2 separate regions of the Mus musculus genome follow, and region 2 is linked to region 1. Evidence: chromatin contacts called from public HiChIP or PLAC-seq data. All regions are on one chromosome and are shown on one strand. Each heading gives the region's core, a stretch centred on a gene start, on an enhancer-like site or on the middle of the called end of the contact. The rest is flanking DNA. Distances are from core to core; before and after follow the strand shown. Region 1 overlaps Kirrel (kirre like nephrin family adhesion molecule 1). Region 2 holds the start of Pear1 (platelet endothelial aggregation receptor 1).

Evidence for each region. HiChIP or PLAC-seq counts read pairs in DNA pulled down with a chosen protein or histone mark.
Region 2: an H3K27ac HiChIP or PLAC-seq map of large pre-B cells shows a contact between it and region 1, with 2.4 times the contacts expected there. The contact joins the promoter of Pear1 here to the enhancer-like site in region 1. A contact is called at or near these places in 4 of 115 datasets of contacts at active chromatin or transcription factors (embryonic stem cells, large pre-B cells and pancreatic cancer cells).

What each region holds. Positions count from the first base shown.
Region 1 is chr3:87,161,852-87,168,436 of GRCm38.p6, forward strand. The region is part of intron 1 of Kirrel (kirre like nephrin family adhesion molecule 1); the gene reads right to left. Among named protein-coding and RNA genes, the nearest start is that of Kirrel, 9.4 kb to the right of the region's middle. Within about 2 kb of position 1,355, at least 46 of the 459 cell types and tissues checked have an H3K27ac peak or open chromatin away from gene starts, as enhancers often do.
Region 2 is chr3:87,767,535-87,773,884 of GRCm38.p6, forward strand. It overlaps Pear1 (platelet endothelial aggregation receptor 1), which reads right to left and starts at 1,419. Exons shown (of 25, transcript NM_152799.2): 1 at 1,344-1,419.

The DNA of each region.
Region 1 (6,585 bases), core at 105-2,604:
TGGCCATGACTCCGCTCCAGCATCTCTCTCCATCTTCTTCACAATACGTGCTCAATAGACACATCAGTAACATGGGAGAGCCACACAGGCAAAGTTGGGTTGAGGACACTCCTGACGTCAGGAGACCTGGTCATGAATGGGCTCACCCTGCCCCCCCCCCCACCTTTCCAGGTTCTTTACCTAATAACCAGGCTCCTTTCTCAGCCTGACCACTCAGAGGAAGATAAAGAGGCCCTCAAGCTATACCTACAGTTAGTGGGAGGTCCTAGTGCTGAGTCTTGGCCAAAGACCCCATAGAGTGACAACCTCAGTCAGACCCTTAAAGAGAACTTCTTGGTGTCCCTGGAGCCTGGGAGAGTCTTAACTCTGATCTCTCAGGTCTTGCTTCTGAATAAAGGAAGCATGTCATGAAGTTTGAAGAAATAAACTGTTGGAGAAAAATTATTTATCCATATATAGAGAGTGCTATAGATGCATTTGGTTTCAACCTCTAATTATAGTTTCCATGCAGGAGCAGGAAAGATTCAGGTTGGACACAAAGAACTTCCTATTTGCTACTGTCAGGTCTGAGAGCGGACAACGCTAATAAAATTCCTTTCTCTTCAAAAAGGGGCCAAACACTGATTTCCAAATTCATTCAATCCGTCCAGCCTCAAGAGAGGCATCTTGGGAATCTGAAGACAGTGTTCTTAGAGGATCACCACACCACTGTTTTGCATTCCTGACCTCAAGTTCTTTCTGTCCCAGGACGCCAAACCTCATGGCTCTCACTCCTCCTTGTTTGTATCTTGCAAGCTCCCCAGGCTGATTCTGCTGGTTACCCTTGCACTTGCAGAGAGCTGCATGAACTTGTTTTCTGGGGTATAGGAGCAAACAAGAGAATTAGTGGGGTGCCAGTCCGCTAGTAGACAGGACTCTTCCACAGAGGCAGTGGGAGGCTGCCAGTGGTGGCACATGCCTTTAATCCCTGTCCTCAGGGGGCAGAGGCACGCAGATCTCTTTGAGTTCAAGGCCAGCCTGGTCTACAGGGTGAGTTCCAGGACAACTAGGACTACACAAGGAAACACTGTCTAGAAACAAAACAAAAAAAAAGAAGCCAGGAGACAATTGAGAGGGGTCTGTAGGTTGAGCATCTCTTATGCAGGAGTGAGAAACTGGCCCGTACAGAGCCGGTACCCACTGCTCCCCCAAGCCACATCCAGATAAGCCATAGCCTCTCTTCCTTCTCGGTCACACATCTTGTTCACGATCCAATTTTCAAGCTAAAGCCAGTAAGGGCAAGGTTATAGCTAGAAGCTCTGTCAAAATGTTTCTCTCAAACCTCCTATGATGAATCATGAAAACTCAAAAACAAAATTAAAAAAAAAAAAAAAAGAGTGGAAATGATGGCTCAGGCATGGGAGAGTTTCCAGCAACATGCAGTCTGGGGCTTTCAACTCTGAAGCAGGAAGTATGGGAAGATCTGGCAAGGGGGTGGGGCTGGAGTTGGGCAGGTGGCAGGGAGAGCCCCGAGGGATCAGCCTCAGGGGTAAGGAGGCTCCCACTTCTGCTTTCCTAAAACTAGCACATCAATGCCTCCGAAGCAGCCTCCCAGCCAAACTGTTTTAAAAGCAAGCTCGGCCACGGAATTTTGTTCTCCCTTGATTCCCTGTAGAAGACAAACAAAAGCATCCTCCCTCTCACACCTCAATAGGATCCTGCAGCAGCAACACTACCAGGGAATCTCTGGCCAAGGCACAATCTCTTTTCCAGGGGTCCTTCGAAGCTTGAAACTCTTGTCCTACCGTAAAGAGCTGATGCTTCTGCAGTTAACACCCAAGCTTACGGTCCTGCAACGCCTCTTATAGGATGCAGATTGGCTACAAGTATGTGATGAGGAAACCGCAGCTTACAAAGGGTAAAAGACCACTCAGTCTCCTGACACAGAATACAGACTGAATTCTAAAGCAGGGTGACACGCCCAGCCCCACCCCAGGGTCCCCCATCCCTGAAACCTCAGAGTACAAAGTGCAGGAATCACATCATTGGTTGCCTCCCAAGCTCACTTCCTCGGCACCACTAAGGCATTTGGCTCATCATGGCTCCTCTCTCCCTCTGTCCCCCTCTTCAGATTTGTCTTGCACTGTGAACCTCGAAAAATCAAGCACTGTGCTTTGCTAAAAGGTTTGGTGAGCACCAAACCCTCTGCTTTCGACATCATGTCATTCAAATTGTCACAGTCACCCTGGGGGGCAGGGACAACCATCTGCACTTTATAGCCAAGGAAGCAAGCCAAGGCTCTAAGGGGCACACAGTGCCCAACTCTGGCAAAAAAGGCTTAATACTCCTATAGTCCCCTGGTTAAGTGGTGGTATCCTAGGAGACTCTCGGTTACCTGTTTTTACAGAGTAAGCTGTGTTACATCATGACCCAGGAGTGAAATTGAAAGTGTGTGCAAAACCCTCTTATGCAAATATTACCAATTTCTCCGTGCGCTGCATAAACAGAGCACAAGAGTGGTACAGACAGTCCAAAAGTCATTCCCACTTGCCTGGGCCAGGCATCATAATAGTTTGCAGAGGTGAGTATTCCCTTCTAGTTATCTCTGGCTCATACTAGCATTAAAATGAGATTGCACGCTCACTCCACTAACTGACCAGGGATGAGTGATGTCCCCAGGTGTTTGTAGGGAGAGAGGCGCATCAAGGCCAGCATCATCCACAAAGTAGCCAGTGCTGGCACTGAATGGTGCCTACTTTGTCAGCATAGCCACAGTGAGCATGGAGGGGAGGGGCCTTTGTGGGGACACTGGGGACCCCATCCCACAATGCAGTCCAGGTGGCAGATTTCCTGAAGGAGTTGGGAGGTGAGGTGGGACAGATCCACAGAGCAGTGGGTAAGATCCTGGGGCTGGAGGTCATAGAGGAAGCATCCCATGGTCTAGGCAGGAAGTCCTCGGTTGCTTAAAAATGAAGAAGAAGAAAACTTCCATTTTTCTAAGAGCAGCCAGCATGCCCAGCTCTGGGTTTTCATTGCTTAGAAAATGCCTTCTCCTGCTCCACTCTGTTTTCAGTCCCTCTGGCCATCTCTTCCTTCCCTATAATAAGCTCCCAGTTAAATGAACAGAATGTGGGAAGAAACAGTTAAAAGGGCCTCATGGTGGGGCAATGTTGGGTAATGGAGCACATAGGGCCCCAGGCTGTGCATGGAGAATTCGGGGAGGGGGAATAATAATAAAACCTCAGCTGAGCTGATTAGGAGAAAGTTAATTTAGAAATCAGCTCTGCTGGGCAGGAGCGGGGGCTGGGGAGAGGAAAGTGGACACAAGAGGTTGGGAGACTTGAGGAAAGGGTGTTTTCCACAAACTGCCTTTGTTCTTACAAATCAAAATCCTCAGGCAGAAGGAAGGTTCGATCCTGGGGAGTCCTTGGCTCCTTCTGTCTGGAGCAGGGGCACGAGGACTCTCCAGAGACAGGACATCTAGCTGCCCAGCGCTCCAGCGCAGCTGCAGGCACAGCGAGCAAGCGAACGAGCGGTACAGCCACTTCCCACCATGTACTCCCAGCTTCAAGCATCCAGCAGGAAAGTCAGACTCCCAGCATTTTTCACATACTTCTCTTGCAACCTCTGCTTTGCAGGACTGTCTGTATGTGTTTATAGATGCACCTCCCACGGCAGGCTGGGAGTGCCTCAAGGACAGGACTAAATCTCACCTTCTAATCCCCAGGCCTAGGATCACCACACACACACACACACACACACACACACACACACACACACACACACACACACACACACACACATACACACACCAGCCAGTGCTTGTTTCCCCTGTCTCCTTGCCAGGGCCTCTCTGAGGAGGTTCCCACTGAAATCCCAGGAAGCTCACCTCCCTGCTGAGGCCCTAAGAAATTCTGAGCTGCTCTATCCCTAAGTAACCAGTGTTAGGGCTGCAGACACAGTCTGAGACTGCCCGGGAAAGTCTAAACCTGGTGTTTCTCTCAACCCTGGACAATATAGACTATGCCCAGGCTCAGAGTGGACAAAGACAAATGGCTCGGACTCAACTCCAGGTATCTGGGTAAGAAGGCCCTCTGCCTTCTCTCTGCTGAACCTTGCTTCCAGAGAGTTTTACCACATGCCAAAGGACTCTCCAAGAGCACCCCCACTTCCAGGCTCCAAACCCAGGTCACAGACTGGGGACTTCCAATGACACGTTCATAATGGTTTCTGTTCACTTTCACCTAGTCAAATTGATCTTTATTTCATTTGCACATTTTACTTTATTACTTTTTATTTTACCATAGGGGCTACAAATCTCTACAGCAGCCCTCGCAGGTTAGGAGTTTGGAGGAGGGGAAAATTTGATGGAGAAAGATATAAAGACCATGACTTGTTTTCAACACACTCTGTTTAAAACTCAGAAGGCTCAAGACGCAAGAGGCAGAGGCAGCCTACATGAGCTACAAGGTGAGACATATCAACAGAACAAAGCAGTCAGCAGTGGTGGCGCACGCTTTTAATCCCAGCACTCTGGAGGCAGAGACAGGCAGAGTTTGGGGCCAGCCTGGTCTACAAAGCTAGTTCCAGGTCAGCCAGAGCTAAACAAAACAAAACAACCAAACAACAACAACAAAAACAATAAGAAGAAAATTAAGAAAGAAAAGAATAAAGTCCAGCTGGCTTCGAGAGCTGTCTTTGAACCAGCCAGTCCTCAGGGTTTAGTTAGCAGTCTCTGGCTTGAGCTCATCTCAGCAGGTCTGCCTCTTCCCAGACTATATCCTCCGAGCCCCCACCTCACTCCAAAGTCTTCCTGCTCCTGCCTGCCTGCCAGCCACACACCTTGACTTGGGAAGGTGGACCTATGGGGTTTTCTTTCTCTGCTTGCTACATACATATCCATCCCTAGCTCTAAGACCACATCTCCCAGGGAGCTGTCGAAATCACTGTAGCCCAAACTCCTCTCTGCTAAAATCCTCCAGCTCTGGCCTTCACGCTACTATAGCAGCAACTTAATACCAACCTACAAACCTACACAGAAACACACACACACACACACACACACACACACACACACACACACACACACACATACACACACACACTGGGCATAGTGTGTGTGGTATGTTTGGGGGTTTTAGTATCTAGATAAGAAGAAACTACATATTATAATTTTTTAAATTATTCCACATAATTTGTACCCATTTTCCAAGTAATTATACTAGTTTTTTTTTTAAATTAGTTGTCCCCATTTTGTGGAAGAAGAAACTGAGGCCAATGGAGTTGAATAATTTCACATAAAAGATAAAGACCCTTAGGAGTAGAGAGAGTAACTTACTCATCTTGTAGTATGCAATCTATCCACATGCTTTCTCGCAGTATGGTTCTATTGGTGGTGCTGAAGGCTGAGTGCAGGTGGGGCTTGCACATTAGCATGCGCTCAACCACTAGGCTTCATTCCAGTCCCGTAATGATGCTTGGGGTCAGTGAGAAAATGCCTACCCCTAAGGAAGCACAAGATTCTACCGCCTAGCAATAGGATTGTGCTACGTACGCTGTGATGTTGACCCAGCTGAAGAAAGTACCTAATGACGCATCTCTCTGAAGGCCTTGCCACCATTATTCCATACATGGCTATACCGTTCTGATCATGAAGCCATGAGTGACTGAACATTCCTGGTGAGGGAAATAACTAATTCTGCATTTTCTCCACAGCCTCCGGTTAGGATATACTCCTCATATTGCCTCAGAAGGAAATGCAGGTCAGAGAGAACAAGCAATCCTGTCCTAAAGAAGAATTTATTATTCTTAAGCCAAGTTAGGAAGCTGGGGAGAGAGATAACACACGTAGAATCGCTTCCTGAAATAGCCCCACTGGGCCTTGAGTGCCACATGAGACTCAGAATTCTGCTATCCCTTCTCTGACTCAAAAACCCAGACCCCATGGTATTCTGGGAGATTCTGACAGCACCTTCCCAGGGCTCAGACCCAGAGTGAAGCAGTAGTATTATCTCCTGGAAAACTAATGGCATTTGCTAGAGATTTCTAGCCCAGATTTAAGAGCCTCCATCTTGAAGAGGGTGGCTGGCTGCAGGGCCCATTTATTTCAATACCATCCCAATTTTGTCGAATGGGTTTGAGAAGGGCAGAGACGGATGAGCACTGCAGTCCCCAGAGACGAGCGAGGTTAATAAAAGTTGCTGAAGAAATTAAATGTGTAGGAAGGAGAAACTGGGAGCCCCCTTCCACATGGGAGAAGCTGATAGACAGAGGGAGAGCAGAATAGAAAGAAAAATGATCTTCAGGGGCAACTGGGAGCTGCAGAAGCTTCCATCCTGGGTGCCGTAAGGACTCCATCAAGTCCACGCTGTCTGAAAAGCAAGATTGGAAAGGTGAAGAGAGCAGGGGATGAAAGACGCAGAGGGGCCAGAGTCAGGGAGCAGGGGACACAAGGGCTCTGGCTCTGCCAGCCTGGCAGCGTGCACACCTATGAGAGGAGATGCAGAACATGCAACACAAGGAGCCAAGAGGGCTGCTACAGCCACAAAGAAAAGTGGTGGGATAGAAACGCTTTCACACCAGGCCTTTCTGTGGTGAATGGAAGGG
Region 2 (6,350 bases), core at 169-2,668, 610 kb after region 1:
CTGTTCCAAGCTGGAGTTTCCTCAGAGAAGCCACATACAGTGGCTGTGGCAACTATCTTTCTCTGGGTTTCTCGCTGGTGGAGCAGGCTGCCTGGGGAGGGTTTCCTCTTCTGGGTTGTCTGATAGGGCATGTTGGAATGGAGTGGAGAAGCAGAAGCCAACCCTCCCACTTCACCCTTCACTGAGAAGAAAAAGGCAAGCCAGGGAGGGGGCAGGTTTTGGAAGAGCAGCCAAGCAGGGTAGGCTGGCAGGTGGGAGGCCAGCCCACACCCATCTCACCCATGCACACACAGCCAGAGGTAGGGCACTGTACTGTGGGCTGGAGTTGGGTTTGGAGAACAGCCTCCAACCCCCTAGGCCTAGCATAGGCAGGGGTTGAGAACTGACCCCTTATCCGGCCCTGCCTAGAGCTAAGGCCTGGCTGAGCCTGGGAACTTCAACCAGCACACGCTGTTCCAGTCTCCGGGGACCAGGGGTCACCGTCCCCAGCTGGGGCAGCAGGCTCTACTAAAAGTCCAAAACAAGGAGTCACGAGTCCGTGGCTAGAGGCTGGAAACAGGGATGCGAAGTGAGGGAGGCCTTGCTGGATGGAGCTTGGGTTCCCGGGCCCCAGGGCTCACACTATCAGCCTGGCTATGGGCCCACATCATCCAGGAAAAAGAAAAACAAACAAAAAAACAACAATAAACAAGCCTCAGAGACTGTAGGTGCCTATGGCTGACCTCTCCCCTACAAGATGGGAAAGGACACGCAAATCCAATCTCTTCCCTGGGCAGGGGTAGGGGGCAACACTATGAACACTAAACAGGGTCTTTCTCCGCGAGACATAGGAGGAGACAGGCAGGCAACTGTGTTTTGTTGGTCCTCCCAGAAAGAAGAAATTGGGGGATAGAGGGAAGACAAGGTTTAGGGTTGCTTTTCAGGGCTTCGGTACCACCACCATGGTTCTACACTAGCAAACAGCACACTGGAATCCAGGAGACTTGCAGGCTGCCTTCCTCAGGGCGAGAAGAGAGCTCTCCCAGGCTGGTCCCCATCCTAGCTCCTTATCCTCAGAGCTACGCAGCTTTCTTTTTCTACTTAGTTAGGTCTCCCTCTCCCTCTCTGCTCGCTCTCTTCTTTCTCTCCTCTCTCTCTCTCTTTTCACTTAGGCGGCTTTCTCTACTTAGATCTCACTTTCTTCTCTTCCCCTAACTCTCTCCTTTCTCCTTTCTCTTCTCTTTCCACTTAGACGGAACACACACACACACACACACAGGAGTCCCCACTCCATCTCCTCCTTTCCTCTCTTCAGGTTTCAGCCCAGCGGTCTCGGGCTCCAGAGCCCAGGGCAGGTCACTCACCTGCCTCGGGGCTCGGAGCTCGGAGCTCAGAGCGGCGTGTTGTACCGACGGGTCCTGCTGGCCGACAGAGCTGGCTGCGCGGGCAGGAAGGGGGTGGGCCTCCGCCCGCGCCCAGGCAGGAAGTCCGCGCGGGGAGGCTGGAGCCCGGCCGGGTGGGGTCAGCCCTCCGCACGCCTGTCTGCGAAGTGGACGGGGAGAGCCGCCCAACCTGACAGCCCCGGCTCCCGGCGTCGCGGTCCACCCGACGCCCCTCTTTCCTGCCCGGCGGCGCCCCCTGGCGGCCTTCAGGGGAGGGGCACCCTGCCTGCGCGGTCAGATCTTTGGGACCTTTGCAAGAGTTGAAGCAGGATTCTGCTACATAAAGAAAGCAGATCTTGCTCATCAGCTTGCTCCGAAGAACTCAGCGACCTACCACAGTCAGGTCTCAGAACAAAGACAACTTGGGCCTGGGGGAGTGTGGCTTATGCTGCAGGCCCTAGGTTGAATTCTAAACAGCAGGGACACCTTTATTTAAGAGTGATTGACATATAATAAAAATAAGCCCACTTGGCTTGATGAATAATGTTCCAAAACTTTATCGTGGCAAAACATACACAATATAAAACACATCCTTTCAACAAATGTTAAGTATACAGTTCGGTGGCATAAAGTATTTCACATATACGAAACCTTTGCTACTGTCAATTTCCAGAGCTTTCTCCTCATCCCAAACTGAAACTCAGTCTGCATCCCCTGGCCCTGGTAGCCATCGTGAAGTTAGGCTATATGTACCTCAGCTCCGGCCTCCGACCTTCCACATCTAGCTTATTCTACTTAGCATGCTGTTTCATTGGCTTAGACAAATGTGTTCATCCCAATAAAAGTGTGGTTTAAAATGTCCCTCTCTGGGGATGGAGAGATGGCTCAGGGAGGGGTCGAGGGGGTGTAACGCGCTTGCCACCAAGCCTGATGACCTGAGGTTGAACCCAGGGACCCACATGGTAGAAGGTGAGAATCAAATCCCAAAACTTGTCATCTATGCCCACAACAGTGCCATAGCATGGTACATATTCCCTCCCCTGCAACAGAAGTCAATCTAATGTTTTAAAGTCCATCTCCCCCAGTGTACCTACTCTAGGCTACAGTAAGGACGCAGATTCCGTCCTCACCCCTAGCCCAAACCCCACGAAAGTTTTGATTTGCTTTCTGTAGTTTATATTTCTAGAATATCCGTGTAAATGTCATCATAGAGTATGTACTCACGTATGTCCATCTTCTTCCCCTCACCATAAAGTTTCTGGGCCGTTGGGTGTTCTCTACTACAGCAGGTGACAGCACTGGGCTATTCAAGAACAGGATTGCTGTGTCCTGACAATTCCTGATTCTTGGATATTGTGGTTCCAAGCTGTTTGTGTATAATACTTACTAATATTGTGTATAATACTGATATATAATAATTACTAATATTATTATTATTATAATCCAGGTGAGAGACAGGCAATGCTGTTTAACAGTTGTTCTGATGATAAACTGGGCAGAGCTCAGGTGCAGTGGATGGCAACAGTGTTTCAGAGAAGGAAATACGAAGTTGGACTGCGGTACCATAAAATGTCCAGCAGAGGGCAGTAAAAACCAACGCAAGGTCAGGCGGCATAAGACCCATCATTTTTGAAGCCTTGGAAATTACCTGATCTTTCTCATTTAAATGACCAATGAGGGCAACTGAGGTGCAGAAAGAAAGTGAGACATATGTGTGGCTCCACTTGTGCTCAGATGTTCTGCTCCATGTTCTTTTTTTTTTCTGGGATTGCATTCTGCCCTACGGCCCACATCCCATTCCTGCTAAGAAAGTTTAACACTTGAGTCCCAGAAATAGTTTCTTCTACTGTTTTGCTAAACAGTCACATCAGATTGCCTTCTAAATAGCCACATTATTACAATATTAGCGATTCCTCCAGCCTTCATCAGAAAAGCTGCTACCTCTTTCTCCTCTGCCTCCTCCTCCTCCTCTTCCTTTTCCTGTCCCTCAGCTAAAGCAACCTTTATTTAATATCATCCATGAGCCTTTTCCTGTCCCTCAGTTAAAGCAATCTTTATTTAATATCATCCGTGAGGATGAACACTGGCCAGGTCCACACCCAGAATTCCCAGAGAATAGCTCAGGGAAGCTTCATATAGCAGCAGGCATGGGTGAACGCAGAAACATGTAACCAAAGTGCAGAGAATTAGTAATGGTGACGTATCATCCCAACTGGGACAGCTATAGCATCCCCTCCAAGGCTGAGAGACCACTGCAGGGGGAAGGCAGAAAGAGTCCACAGCAAAAAGATGTCTCTGGACACGTGAACTCAGCATTTCCTGGGGTCCTGCTCCTCCTAAGGGGACAGTGGACTGTGGTGTAAACATTGCTAAGCTACCCTTGCTCCACTGAGTAACCTCTCACCCACACGCAGGCAAATAATTAACTAAATGCAGTGGGCCATGAACAGGAAGACATGTCAGTCGAGAGGGACTGCTTCCTTCAGGAAGAAGAGTGCTGATAGGAGAGGGAGGGAGGGAGGGAGATGAAGGAGGGAAATAGGGAGGGAAACGTGACTAAAATTCGTCATGTAAGTGAATATATGTGTAATGTATTCATAATAAAATAATTATATAAAATTCATTACATACTATATAATTCATTATATACAAGTCATTATATATGTGTATGTGTATATATGCATGTACATACATACATGGGCGGGTTGAACACCTGCACCTCTCCCCACCCCCATCTGTTACTCCAGACCTCTCGGTCCTCTATCTGGCAGGATGGATGCTAAGGACTGTGACACCTGGAGCTGTCCTCTGACCTCCCCATGTGCACTCACACTGACAGTAGCATGCGTTCATTCATGTACACACACACACACCAATGACAACCCCTTGCACAGAGTAGTTTACGGCATGTAATGCGTGTGGTGATGGTGGGTATTAAAGACAGGGGTATCAGAGCCAAATCTTGCAAGAACCTCTTAGGTCACAGTAAAGCTACTGGCTTTTGCTCTGTGTGGGATGAAAAGCCATTGGAATAGCTTGCCCAGAGGCAGGGCGGGATCCCATACAAGGACTATGGCTGTGTTGGCAGACTGTAGGGAGAAGAGGAACCTGGAGGCAGGGGACGAAGCTGCTGTTCTGACCCAAGGGGCTCAGGGAAGTGGCCGAGGAGCCAGTGAAAGCCTGGTTCCCACCCTCAGTGGGAATGGTCTTACAAGAAGCCCTAGAGGCGTCTCCCTAGCAGGAAGGTTGCTCAGAGCATCGCAGCTCCCAGAGGAGGCTCCCTGACCAAGCACAGAGAGGATGCTATGTGTGGAGACCAGACCTTCTCGCTCCTCTCACTCAGCTCAGCTCCCAGGGATGAGCATCAACCTTCCTAGCACACAGCTCTGTGTTTCCAGAGGCCCAGAGAGGTGACAGCAAACACAAGAACAGAGAGAGGACCTGGGATATCCAGCTTGCCCAGTAGGCACTGGCCAGCCTGGCCTTACACGGAGCAGGGAGTGGGACTCAGGAAAGATGTGGGAGGATGTATGCGGCTGGCTCACTCTCTTTTCCAGCCCATTCCTCATAAACATCTGGCTACAACTGAGGGTGGGCAGATTAAGCTTGGCCCTTGCAGATACATGCCACTAATTCCCCTCCTGCTCCTGAGGTTCATACACCAGGACCCCCAAATGTCCACTTTTCAGTCTACACCCCGCCCCTTCATGCACACTTTAGGCTTCCAGGTTCTTGTGCCCAAGATGGTCACTGTTCTGCGTGTGCTCACAGGGTCCAGCCCCTCCTGTCCCCGCTCTGCTTCTGCCTCCTGCCAGCTTGCCTGGCACTCAGACCCTCATCTCCAGCCCTCCACTCTTGCTGTAATCACAGCTCAGCCCAGCACACCCCCTGCATGAATAATTGGGGCTGATTTAGGGGCTATCAGGGGAAGGGGGGCTAATGGAGCTTGGGGGCACCCTCATGATGAGGGGAAGGCTGAAAGGCAATTAGCTGGACAGGCAGCCTGGGAGTCACCTAATGTGCCTGTCTGAAGGAGGGGCTGGCTGGTGAGGGGCCATGGAAGGAGGGATGGCCTGCTTCACCTCCACCTATTTCTAGAGATAGAGCTGGACTTGAGGCGAGGTCTGCCACTTCCTTAACAGGAGGCTCAAGGATACACAGGGAGAGAATTTCAGGAAAATTGTGACAAGGTGTCGGGGTAGGAGACCTAAGTGGAGGCACAGTGGGGAGAATAGGAAGCTGAGGAAAAAGTCAGGAGTTCCTGCTGCCCCACACCACACACACACCACACATGCATACATATGACCACACATGTGTGCATGCACATGTGTGTACACACCCACATGCACACATATGACCGCACATGCATGTGTGCGCGCTCATGTGTGCTTGCTTGCGTGCGTGCATGCGCGTGCGCACACAGACACACACACACACACACACACACACACACACACACACACACACACACTGGCCCAGCTGAACCTGATCTCTCGCTGGGGAACAGGGACCAGCTCCTGATTAATACCAACATTAGCCCTGAACATTCACTGTCCAGCCTCCCCTCATTAATTACCTCCTCTCCCACCCCAGAAGAGGGGAAGCCAGCTCCTCTGGGGCTGAGACATGAGCTTCTGAGTCCCCGATCAGGGGGGCATCAGGCCATTCTCAGGGTAGGGGGGGAAAGTCTTCTTCTGTACCCACCATTCCACCCTGGCCCTCTGTACCTTCCTCTCTCAGCCTCCAGCAGACATTCACAGGGGAGCCTGCCTGGAAAAGGTAGACCTGACTCTTAAGCCCCTGTGGCCCAAATCCATCTCAAGATGAAGACAGGAATGTGCAAAACTCCAGGTGGAGAAACAAGACTGCACCAGCCAACTCATAGGATGTCCCATGCAAACAGGAAACTGGACACACAAGGTCAAAAATCCTGTCATGTGGGAGCAGCCTGTTCAATAGTGAGGGGGCAGGTGAGGGCCTCAGACAGGC